Regions from separate parts of the Ovis aries genome. Here region 1 is linked to region 2. Evidence: chromatin contacts called from public Hi-C data. All regions are on one chromosome and are shown on one strand. Each heading gives the region's core, a stretch centred on a gene start, on an enhancer-like site or on the middle of the called end of the contact. The rest is flanking DNA. Distances are from core to core; before and after follow the strand shown. Region 1 overlaps NCOA7 (nuclear receptor coactivator 7). Region 2 holds the start of HINT3 (histidine triad nucleotide binding protein 3).

Evidence for each region. Hi-C and Micro-C count contacts between places; a contact is called where the count stands out from the background.
Region 1: a contact with region 2 is called in a Hi-C map of liver, with 3 times the contacts expected there. The contact joins the enhancer-like site here to the promoter of HINT3 in region 2. A contact is called at or near these places in 7 of 16 Hi-C or Micro-C datasets (hypothalamus, liver, mesenteric adipose tissue and 3 more).

What each region holds. Positions count from the first base shown.
Region 1 is chr8:12,657,747-12,663,377 of ARS-UI_Ramb_v3.0, reverse strand. All of the region lies in intron 2 of NCOA7 (nuclear receptor coactivator 7), which reads left to right. Among named protein-coding and RNA genes, the nearest start is that of NCOA7, 87 kb to the left of the region's middle. Within about 2 kb of position 1,852, at least 14 of the 54 cell types and tissues checked have an H3K27ac peak or open chromatin away from gene starts, as enhancers often do. A contact at or near this core is called in liver, where this site is marked.
Region 2 is chr8:12,570,568-12,576,233 of ARS-UI_Ramb_v3.0, reverse strand. HINT3 (histidine triad nucleotide binding protein 3) reads left to right here and starts at 4,230. Exons shown (of 5, transcript XM_027972326.2): 1 at 4,230-4,633. The coding sequence starts at 4,433.

The sequences.
Region 1 (5,631 bases), core at 603-3,102, 90 kb before region 2:
CATAGAAGTTAAATAAGCAGGGTGACAATATACAGCCTTGACATACTCCTTTTCCTATTTGGAACCAGTCTGTTGTTCCATGTCCAGTTCTAACTGTTGTTTCCTGACCTGCATACAGATTTCTCAAGAGGCAGGTCAGGTGGTCTGGTATTCCTATCTCTTTCAGAATTTTCCACAGTTTATTGTCATCCACACAGTCAAAGGTTTTGGCATAGTCAATAAAGCAGAAGTAGATGTGTTTCTAGAACTCTCTTGCTTTTTCAATGCTCCAGCAGATGTTGGCAATTTGCTCTCTGGTTCTTCTTCCTTTTCTAAAAGCAACTTGAACATCTGAAAGTTCATGGTTCATGTACTGTTGAAGCCTGGCTTGGAGCATTTTGAGCACTACTTTAGTAGTGTGTGAGATGAGTGCAATTGTGCGGTAGTTTGAGCATTCTTTGGCATTGCCTTTCTTTGGGATTGGAATGAAAACTGACCTTTTCCAGTGCTGTGGCCACTGCTGAGTTTTCCAAATTTGCTGGCATATTGAGTGTAGCACTTTCCCAGGATCATCTTTCAGGATTTGAAATAGCTCAACTGGAAGTCTATCTCCTCCACTAGCTTTGTTCGTAATGATACTTCGTAAGACTCAGTTGACTTCACATTCCAAGATGTCTGGCTCTAGGTGAGTGATCACATGATCGTGATTATCTGCGTTGTGAAGATCTTTTTTGTACAGTTCTTCTGTGTATTCTTGCCACCTCTTCTTAATATCTTCTGCTTCTGTTAGGTCCGTAGCATTTCTGTCCTTTATTGGGCCCATCTTTGCATGAAGTGTTCCCTTGGTATCTCTAATTTTCTTGAAGAGATCTCTAGTCTTTTCCATTCTGTTGTTTTCCTCTATTTCTTTGCAGGACAGCTTGTTATATTTAAGCAGAAATACTGGGAAAACTGCACTTAAACTGTGGCAAATATTTGCAGGTTATGGATTAATGGTAAAAAATAAATAGGCGAAAAAATAAAAACCTTAACAAAATGTTCCCTGCAAAGGAGCAAAGAGGAAAGGCACAGACTTCTCCACAGCAGCGAACAGCAGAGGAATTAAACTTCTTCAGAATTGTGAAGTGAAAGCTGTTTTCCAGGTTCAAAGATAACAGGACATCCTCAGACATACTAAGGTCTCAGGAAACAGACCTTTTGTGTCATACCTTTCTTAAAGTTACTGTGCAGGAGTGATGCACTTTTCCGAGACGCATGTCGAAATGTAGTCCTCAAGAAGGAAAAAGTCATTGTATGAAAGAATTGTTGGTGGTCAGTACTGTAACTAATTAAACATAGAATTAAAAAAGACATAATGATGATTGTAAACATGGCTTTAAGTATGACAGTAAAAAGGCAGCACCATTCTTTTTTCCAGCTTTACTGAGATATAATTGACATTAAATTGTGCAGGTTAATGTATATAATATGCTGATATATGGATATATTGCAGAATGGTTACTGCCCTGGCACTAGCTAATGCCTTCATTTGGTCACATAATTACCATCTCTTTTGCGTGGTGGGAATATCTAAGATCCACTCTCTCAGCAACTTTTAAGTATAACGTACAGTATTATTAACTGTGATCGCCAAGCTGTTCACTAGATCCTTAGAACCTATCTGTCTTATCATATCCCTGGAAGTTTGTACCCTGATCAGCGTCTCCCTGTTTTCCCCCGCCCTACCAGTTCCTGGTAATCTGGCTGAGTTTTGCTCAAGGGAAACTCCTTCCTTTTCCTCTCACAACTCCAGCCCTCCCACTAACACAGTGTATTGTAATCCGTTCTAGTCTCTGAGCAGAGCAGCTGTGTCTGACGGAAGCTGCCGTGCTCTGAGTTCAAGCTGAGAGTCCAGTCCTTTCACGATCATGGCGCTCTGCAGCATGCAAATCTTGTTTCCTGCTCAGTCCTTGTGTGACATCCGCTTTGTATTATGAGAAATCTCACTGTTGGTCAAACGCTCCAATGTGGTTTGGGCTGAGAGAAGGACAGCAGTTCAGACTCAACAGGGTTAGTGGTTTTTGAGTTGGAGTGATTTTGAAAAATCAAGTTAGAACTGAACTGGGGAGTTTGCCAAGGAAAAACACTGACGGGAGGAAAGTGACTGAGTCTTTTTTGGAAGGCAGTCTGGTCACTTTTATCAGTCTTACTTTTGCACACTCTTTGACCCAACAGTTCTTTTTGCAGAAGCTTACCCTAAGGAAATGATCGTGCGTGTCGATAGATTTGACCACAGAGACTGTCACGGCATTGTTTAAAATAGTGGGAAAATTAAGATAACATCAATAACTTAACATGGAATGCTATGTGTCATTTTTTAATGATGAAGAAAAACAGTTGACGACGTGGGAGATTTTCACAAAATACTGTTACAGTGGAAAGGCAGGTTGGCAATAGAAATCGACTGTGATTCCATTTTTGTTTAAAAGAAGGAAAGCTGCTGAAAGTACATTTACCAGAAATCAGATGTTTCTCTCTGAACCAGGGTAAAATGCTGCTGCTGCTAAGTCGCTTCAGTTGTATCTGACTCTGTGCAACCCCATAGATGGCAGCCCACCAGGCTCCCCTGTCCCTGGGATTCTCCAGGCAAGAACACTGGGGTGGGTTGCCACTTCCCTTCTCCAATGCATGAAAGTGAAAAGTGAAAGTGAAGTCGCTCAGTCTTGTCCGACTCTTAGCGACCCCATGGACTGCAGCCCACCAGGCTCCTCCGTCCATGGGATTTTCCAGGCAAGAGTACTGGAGTGGGGTGCCATTGCCTTCTCCAGGGTAAAATGGGTGATTGGTATTTTCTTCTTTTGTTCCACTGTATTTTCAAATGAACACAGATAGTTTTGATTCATATAGAATTGTTTTTCACATTTCCTAAAATTTCTCCTAAGGCTGAAATTTACTCGGTTAAGGCCTTGACCTATTTATACAAAAGAAAAAAAAGACATTTTGAGAAATTTTTTTCAGAGGGTGGGAAAGAAGGTGGGAAGGTGAGGAGAAGCAGCATGAGACATGAGGGAGAGCAGAAAGCATGTTTTGGGAGAGTGACTGCTGTGGGCTAGATGCTCTATTTCATTATTTAATGTGCTAATCATCACGATCTACTGCAGGCAGTAGTGGCCTGTTTTGTAAGTGAGAAAATCTAGAAGCTGAAAAAGTTTCAGACGGTCCCCCTGCGGCTCTGCATGAAGCTGGGTTCAAGCCCAGCTCTGTGGTACTGAAGCCCGAGTGAAGCCTCCCTCATCTTTCTTGCTTTCCCCTCAATCTACTGTGAGAGAAGAATAAGGCAAGAGTTAAATAACATTTTCATGTCTTCTCCCCTGCCCCAAGAACATTGTTATATCTTAGTGGGGAATAAAAAGGTGACTGCATGGAATTTCCTTTTCCCCTGAGCTGTAATGAATATGATGACAAGGTTGAAAGTTCTCACTTAATTACCTCACCCAGTCACATATGTAGTTACATTCAGAACACTCACTGATTTTACAACTAAATCAAATGCTGAGAGAAAAAACTGGTTCCTCGGAGTCAGGATGAGACTAGTTCGTTTATTCCACAGCATTGTGTTGGTGGTATAGTGGTGAGTCTTCGTTCATTCTGCAGACAGGTGAGGGCGTGATCAGAGCGGAGGGTGGTACTGGGCTCTGAAGTAGAATGTTCTGTGAGAGACAGCTCCTCCTCTGCCCTTCTTCCAGCCTAGGTTTTACTTCAGCGTGACTCATTTCAGTCAAGGACTGTAGTGCTTGTGATGTGCTTGAAGGAAGGTAAATAATACCCACTGAAGACATTCCCTTTGTGTCAACAGAGGATGAAACATGGTGTTCACACTGAGTACAGAGTTCTTCCTCACGTTCCCACCCTCTCCAGGCTCTTTATGGAGCATGGCTATCTAAAACTTTATTAATGGTTTATGATCAGGTATTCCAGAAGTTACCCTTAGAATGCTAAACAACAATATTGAATATTTTAATTGCACTCTTGACTGAGGCAGGCTAGTGATAACGGAAAGTGTGTATCACCAATAGAGAAAATGTGACATCTTTAAGCAAAGACAAGTCCTGTGTTTTCTTCAAGAATATTTATGACTTGACATTTTACTATTAAATCTTTAATCCATCATCTGTTTTGACCTCAGAGTGATATGGTTTTATCTCCAAACATTAGCTAGTGCTCACCATTATCATTTAATAATAGTCCTTAAGGTTTCCTGAGCCCTTTCTTTGCACTTTGTGGAGTGCTTTACCTGATTGAATTGCCTTATCTAATCCTTACAGTAACTCTCTGGGAGAGTCCAGTTGGCATTTCCCATTTTACACCCTGAGAAGCCTCCTTAAGTCACTTGTCCAAGGTCACGCAGTGAGTCAGGGACAGACAAGGATTCATTCTATGTGCCTGATGCCAGAGCTTCCACTATAACATGAAGGTAGAAATTTATGTGAAAACTAAGCCTTTTCTTACTGGTTTTAAAGATACCTTTATTTTACATGAAATTCTTTCAATACCAGGCTTCTCTGGTAGCTCAGATGGTAAAGAATGTGCCTGTAGTACAGGAGACCCAGGTTCAATCCCTGGGTTGGGAAGATCCTCTGGAGAAGGAAATGGCACCCCACTCCAGTATCCTTGCCTGGGAAATCCCATGGACCAAGGAGCCTGGTGGGCTGAGGTCCATGGGGTCTCAAAGAGTCAGACACGACTAAGCGACTTAACACACACCCTTTCAATATAGCTCTGGTTTTTGGTTGTTTCACCACAGTGTTTTAATTGCTATGACTTTATAATCGTGTGTTTTAACAAGATACAGTATTGTTGTTGTTTAGTCTCTCCGTTGTGTCAGACTCTTCTTGACCCCATGAGCTGCAGCACACCAGGCTTCCCGGTCCTTCACTATCTCCTGCAGTTTCCTCACACTCATGTCCACTGAGTCGATGATGCCATCCAACCATCTCATCCTCTGTTACCCACTTCTCCTCCTCCTCCTGCCCTCAATTCTCAGCATCAGGGTCTTTTCCAATGAGTCAGCTCTTCGCATCAGGTGGCCAAAGTATTGGAGCTTCAGCATCAGTCTTTCCAACTGAATATTCAGGGTTGATTTCCTTTAGGATTTCCTTTTGGATGATATAGTATACCTACCCTCATTTCTCTTTCAAAAATAATTTTGGATAATCTTCTGTATTATGCTTCTAGTCTTATATATTTATGCCTAGTTATCAATTTGACTTATTTCCTTTCCCAGAAATTTTGTTTTAAATTTTTACCTAAATTGCTGGGAATAAAAGCAAAAATAAACAAATGGGATCTAATTAAAATTAAAAGCTTCTGCACAACAAAGGAAAATATAAGCAAGGTGAAAAGACAGCCTTCTGAATGGGAGAAAATAACAGCTAATGAAGCAACTGACAAACAACTAATCTCAAAAATATACAAGCAACTTCTGCAGCTCAACTCCAGAAAAATAAACGACCCTATCAAAAAATGGGCCAAAGAACTAAATAGACATTTCTCCAAAGAAGACATACGGATGGCTAACAAACACATGAAAAGATGCTCAACATCACTCATTATTAGAGAAATGCAAATCAAAACCACAATGAGGTACCACTTCACACCAGTCAGAATGGCTGC
Region 2 (5,666 bases), core at 2,981-5,480:
CTATGCTTAAATAAAGATCAAATGCTCCATGACCTGTGACCAGGCTCTATTAAAAAATTGAGACTTATTCTGTTAATTGTATGGTTGCCCCAATACTTAGCAAAGAGGAATGTTAACTGCTAGAAATTCTCTTTAAAATCATAAAGATTTAATTCTGGCTTTCTAGAAACAGTATAGTTCCCAAGCCAGGTAGCAGTAATCCACTGAAGGATGGATCTTTTGAGAGCCACGGGAACAGCAAAAGCTGATCAAACTGCAAAACAGGCAGCTTGACCACAAGAACCTGATCAAATTATGGTCCTAGTGACTGGCCCTCTTGAACTTCCTAGATTTTCTCAGTATTCCCCACAGGAAGAAGAAAATGCTGAGAAATGGGGCTATGAGAAAGGAAGCACAGGCTGGCCTGAAGGCTCACGAGGCTCTAATCCCTAAGGTTCAACAATGGAAACTCGCTAAGAGCTTGCCTGATGCCAGCCACTGTGACAGGGATGTACTATGGGGCTTGACGCAAAAGGCTCTTCCAGGAAAGGGGCTCCAAAGAACAGTAAAACAAGTAACCCTTGCCTACGATTTGTGTGCCTGTAATAACTCACAAACCCATCCAATCCACGCTTTGCTACTCAGGCTGGTTCAACATCAAGGGACACACACAGGGAAGACTGGCTGGTGGTTAGAGTTCACCCAAATGCCCCCGCGGTGAGGCTATATCTTCTTGTGTATTTGTTGTTATTTTCACAGGATGGGTTGAAGCCTTCCGTACTCTACCTGAAAAGGCTACTGAAGTCTAAGTCCTTTTTAAAAGAAATAATTCCTTGGTTTGAACTTCCCCTCCAGGGCAATAGCAGGCCCCCTTTTATAGCCAAAATCACACAGGGGCTCACATGGGGTCTAGGGACTGATTACAAGCTACATACTTCTTGGCCTCCATACTTGAAGACCTCCAGTCTTCAGGGAAGGTGGAGAAAATGAACCATCCTTTAGAGAAAACCTTAGCAAAGCTCTGCCAAGAGGCTCATGACACTTGCTTCGTCCTGCAGTCCTCGGGGTCCATGTAGTCCCCAGGAGTGGTCTGAGGCTTAGCTCAGAAATGACCAGTGGGAGGCCTTGTCTTAGTACTAGATGTGGAGAAAACCCCTCAAGTCATGAGAGAAGAGCAACACATCTGTGAGCCAGGGGAAAGCCTGTGATGCCTGTTGCAAGCACAGGCATGATCCACAGGTGAGTAAATCGGTGTGTGAGCTGGACTCCCATTCGCAATTGTGCTACTGTGCTGCTGCTTGCATCCTACTGCTTTGCACGGCCACCCTCGCCAGAGAATTAACTCCCTTGTCCATGCTGGTTTAAGGGAAAATTCTCCACCCCCAAGATGCTCTGTTATTGACCCTGTGTGCCCTACTAGTCCATGTAACCAGGAAAAAATAGTGAGAACACTCACTCATCAACATTTCCAAAATCATGTCCAAAAGAGAACATTTAAAATAATGCTGGATATACCATCAACACTCACCACCCCAGCTGGATACTGGCCCTCCCCTTGCATTTCCCCTGATCCTTCCGGTTCCAATATTGATTAACAAAATAAATTGGGGACAGTTGCCACCCCTTCCCTCTCTGCTAGTCACGCTTGCACTTTCCAGGGGGCTATTACAATGCTTTAACCTGAATCCCCTATACAACGACCCAAGGCACGGGGCACGCTATGTTAAACTGCACAAATAGTACTTGTTTCATATGCCTACCCCCCAACCCCCGGCAACTGGAGACAGAATTACACCAGATATTCTGCCTCTTATGTAGGGAGAAACTGTACTTACAACCTCCCGTGTCCTGTTTCAAACTATGGCTCCGTCTTCCTAAACAACATGGAAGGGGAGTGTGAATGGTTGAAAGAAATATCTCATCCACCTGTCAATCCAATTCAACCTGCCTGTGGGACATCGAGCAAATAATGAGCTGGACTACAGTTGTCAACTCTGACAAAACCAACCAGATCACACTGAAGCATTTCATGAAGACCTTTATAACGTGATATAATCTAAATTACCAACATAAAGATTTGTGGTCTCCTAGTTGCATATGTACTAGCAACAGCTATGTCCTTCAGGGACTATCAGGTCTGAACAATCGTAAGACATTCAGAAGGGTTTGCCCCCTTGAAGGGTTTGTTTTCCTCTGAAGACACCCAAAACATCGTGTTATGGAGTTATGCCAGGCCATGCCCTTTTCCCAAGGCCTTCATACTATGGTCTGTAAATGCACTGATGATGTCCACTTCGTGTGAGAGTGTCCTGTATGGTCTATAGGGATAAGAGGGATATTATCTATAATAGGACCAGGCTGGCTCACTCCCAAATCTGGAGAGCAAAAGGAATGATCTTAGCACAGGGCAGGGCTAGTCATAGGACAGGCAGCTCTACACGGAGGCTTAACTTATCATGAAGTAACACTGGGAAATTTCACCCGGACAGTGTGGTTGTGTGATGGAACTGATAGAACAAGCCTTAATGGGACCTAAGACCTCTCTTGTCTCTTTAGCTAATATAGTTCTTCATAATCGCCTGGCTCTTTGTTACTTTCTGGCAGAACAAGGCAGAGTTTGTTTGGTAACTAATACTTCCTGCTGTGCCTGGATCAGTGCAACAGGACAGGTGGATGTTAATATTAAAGAAATACTCACCCATGCAGAACGGCGTCACAATTGTGGCAAGAGCAACACAATCTCACTGTCTGGTCAACACTGACAGGAGCCCTACTCCCAAAGTTAACTTGGTTTCTTCCATTTCTAGGCCCGTTAGTGGCTTTTTTCGGCTCTTGTCTGGTTAATCTTTTGGTTAACTTTGTATCTTCTAGGCTCCAGCAATTTCAAGTTAGGCTCATTATGACTCAAGGGTTTCAATCCATTCCAGCAGAGGGTGGCCCAGGTCCCTACATGTCCTTGAAACAGTCAGCAAGGGACTTCTAAACCTCTAATGTAAGCTAGGGTCTGAGACCCCTTGTCCAGCCAGAAGATGCTTCAGAAGAGGAAAACTTCAGCCCCTTAACCCTTAAAAATAAGGGGTGCAAAAGCTCACAGCGGGGGAATGAGAGAGACTGAGGACTTGGGACCCTTTGCTACAGTGTTTGCATGTGGACAAATGTCTGCTTGAGCAACAGAATATAAAGAAACTAAAGGACTAAAAATAACTGCTTGCAAGTTTTGAGCAAGCTCTAGGGAGTTGGTGATTGACCCAGAAGCCTGGCATGCTGCAGTCCATGGGGTCACAAAGAGTTGGACAGGACTGAGGGACTGAACTGAACTGAAGTACAGCCTGAACAAGTTATAAGCAACAAGGTACAAAAAGACCAAAAACCCAGCTGCTACTTCTGCGATGTCCTGAGCAGAAAGAGGGTGTTAGTATTACTCATGATCCCTGCACACAGCACCCTCAAGAGGGTGGGGGTGGTTGGGCCGACCTACTAAGCCACGTCCCCCCCCACCCCCGCCCGCCGATAGACCCCCAGATCTGGCCCGGCCCTCATCCCATTTAAGGGACCAACTCATGCGCCCCTCCCAACCCAGGGAGCCAGCAAGGGAATGTGTTACTCATTTTTCGCTCTTTCCCGAAGCACAACTCCCAAGAAAGCCCTGCCTGAATTTCTTGTCAATTTCTTGAAGTTTCTAGGTCAATTCCTCGTCAATTTCTATGAAGTTCCGGAATATGTCAGACTATAAACTACAGGATTCCGCATTTATCTGTGTATGAAGAATGAGATAAAGCCCACTATTTTGATCTAGCTGGTGCTGTCAATAATAACAACAAAAGGTAAAAACAGGTGTGAAGTTCTGTTTTGATATTTTGAGCCTTATCACCTAAAATTATCATGGTATTAAATGGATACCCAAAGTATCGAAAATAGTCTGTGTAGAAAACAAAGCTCTAGAAATGTTCATTCTCGTAAAACCTACGAATTAAAAAAAAATTTTTTTTTTAAAATTTTAAGACATCGCTATACACTCGAGGTACTTTATGTTACTGGGCTCAGGGAGAAGACCTTCAATAAGTTCCAGTTGGCCCCCGGGTAGAGCGCGAACGTGAGGTCATCGCGGCGTGGGGCGCGAGCCGGCGTTGTGGCGGAAGTCCTGCGTCGTTACCACCGAGACGCACGGGGATGGGCGGCTGCCGCCGGCGGCGGCGGCTCTTCCGTGCCGCGTCCTTGCGCGCCCCCGAGTGGCAGTCAGCGTGAAGGCCAGCCTCTGGCTTCTGCGGCTTCGCGGCGAGTCGCCTTGCGGCTCCGGTGGCCCTGGATCCGCGCGGTGCCCAGTCCCTGCCCGGCCCAGCGCCAGACAAGGGGCGACGCCTCGAGGTAAAATCTAGGAGGTGCAGGAGGCGAACTCTGCAGGAGGCCCTGTTGTCCCGGAGAAGCCTCTCAGCGGCGCAGACGAGCGGGTGCGATGATGGAGGAGGAGGAATGCGGTTTAGGGAAGTCGTGTGCCCGCTCTGAGCCAGTGGCGGCTGCCCAACCGGCGGGATCCCCAGGGGAGACCCCCGCGGTCACCGCAGAGTCCCCGGAGCTCGCGAACTACAGTAGCAAGTGCGTGTTCTGCCGGATCGCGGCGCACCAGGACCCCGGCACCGAACTCCTGCACTGTGAGGTGGGCTGCGACGCGCGACCCGGCGCGGGTGGGATCCGGAACGCCCTCGGGGGGCTCCGCTTAGGGCGCCTCAGCTTAGGGGGGCCTCGCCGGCGTGGATCGGGTGGGGACGGTCCTGCGTAAATGGAGCTGGAGGAGGCTGGGTGTCCTAGTGATAGAGACAGGCTTGTTTCTCTAGGCGCCGGGAGTGTCGCCAGCCTCGTTTACTGTTCTAAGGGGAGAAAATGTAGAGATAAAACCTCTCTCCGCAGCTGCCAAGGTGGTCGGTGGACAATAGTGACCTCTGATTTTATTAAAGGAACCTCCCCCTGCCCCACCTCCCCCCACTCTTCTAGACACTGCCTTTACATTCTGCAAATACTGATTCTGAAAACAAACTAGTAGAAAATAGATAATGGTGACTGTGACAAGCCCATTTGTTAGATCCGCTGAAAATAGGCTGGCAGAAGTGGTCCGTGGTCACACTATTAGTTAATGCATTCTGATTTCCACAGTTCCTTAGAAGTGTTATTATCAGTTGGGGAAATTTTCAAAGCATTTAGACTTTGCTCAGATATTTTAAAACAGGTATCGGGTAGGTACTTTCGTCTACCTGCTTGACTCGCCTTTAAAGAAACAGTCTTTTGAAAGAATCAGCTCCAAAGATTCTGGGCTTTGTTTTTGTTTTGTAATAATCATTCATTGGTTAAAAGTAAATTGAATTCCTTCTAAGCACTGTTGGAGATTCAGTGCTGAGCAAGGTAAATAAAGGCCAGCAGTCCCTGTCTACATTTTATAACATAAAGGGTGGAGTCAGTACCGACAGAAGAGGCAGCTGATAGTGTGCTCCGTGCTATGGTGAGATGGTTTTACCACCTGCAGTATTTTGCAAGGCCCGTGGGAGGGGCACCTGACCAGATTTGAAGGGTTAGGGAAGACCTTCCAGAGGAAGTGAGACATGAAAAAATAAGCATGGTCAGGTGAGGAGGAGGAGAGAACAATGTCTTGGGTAAAGAGAACCTTCCGCGGTTTGGTCTCTGCCACAGGCGAATAG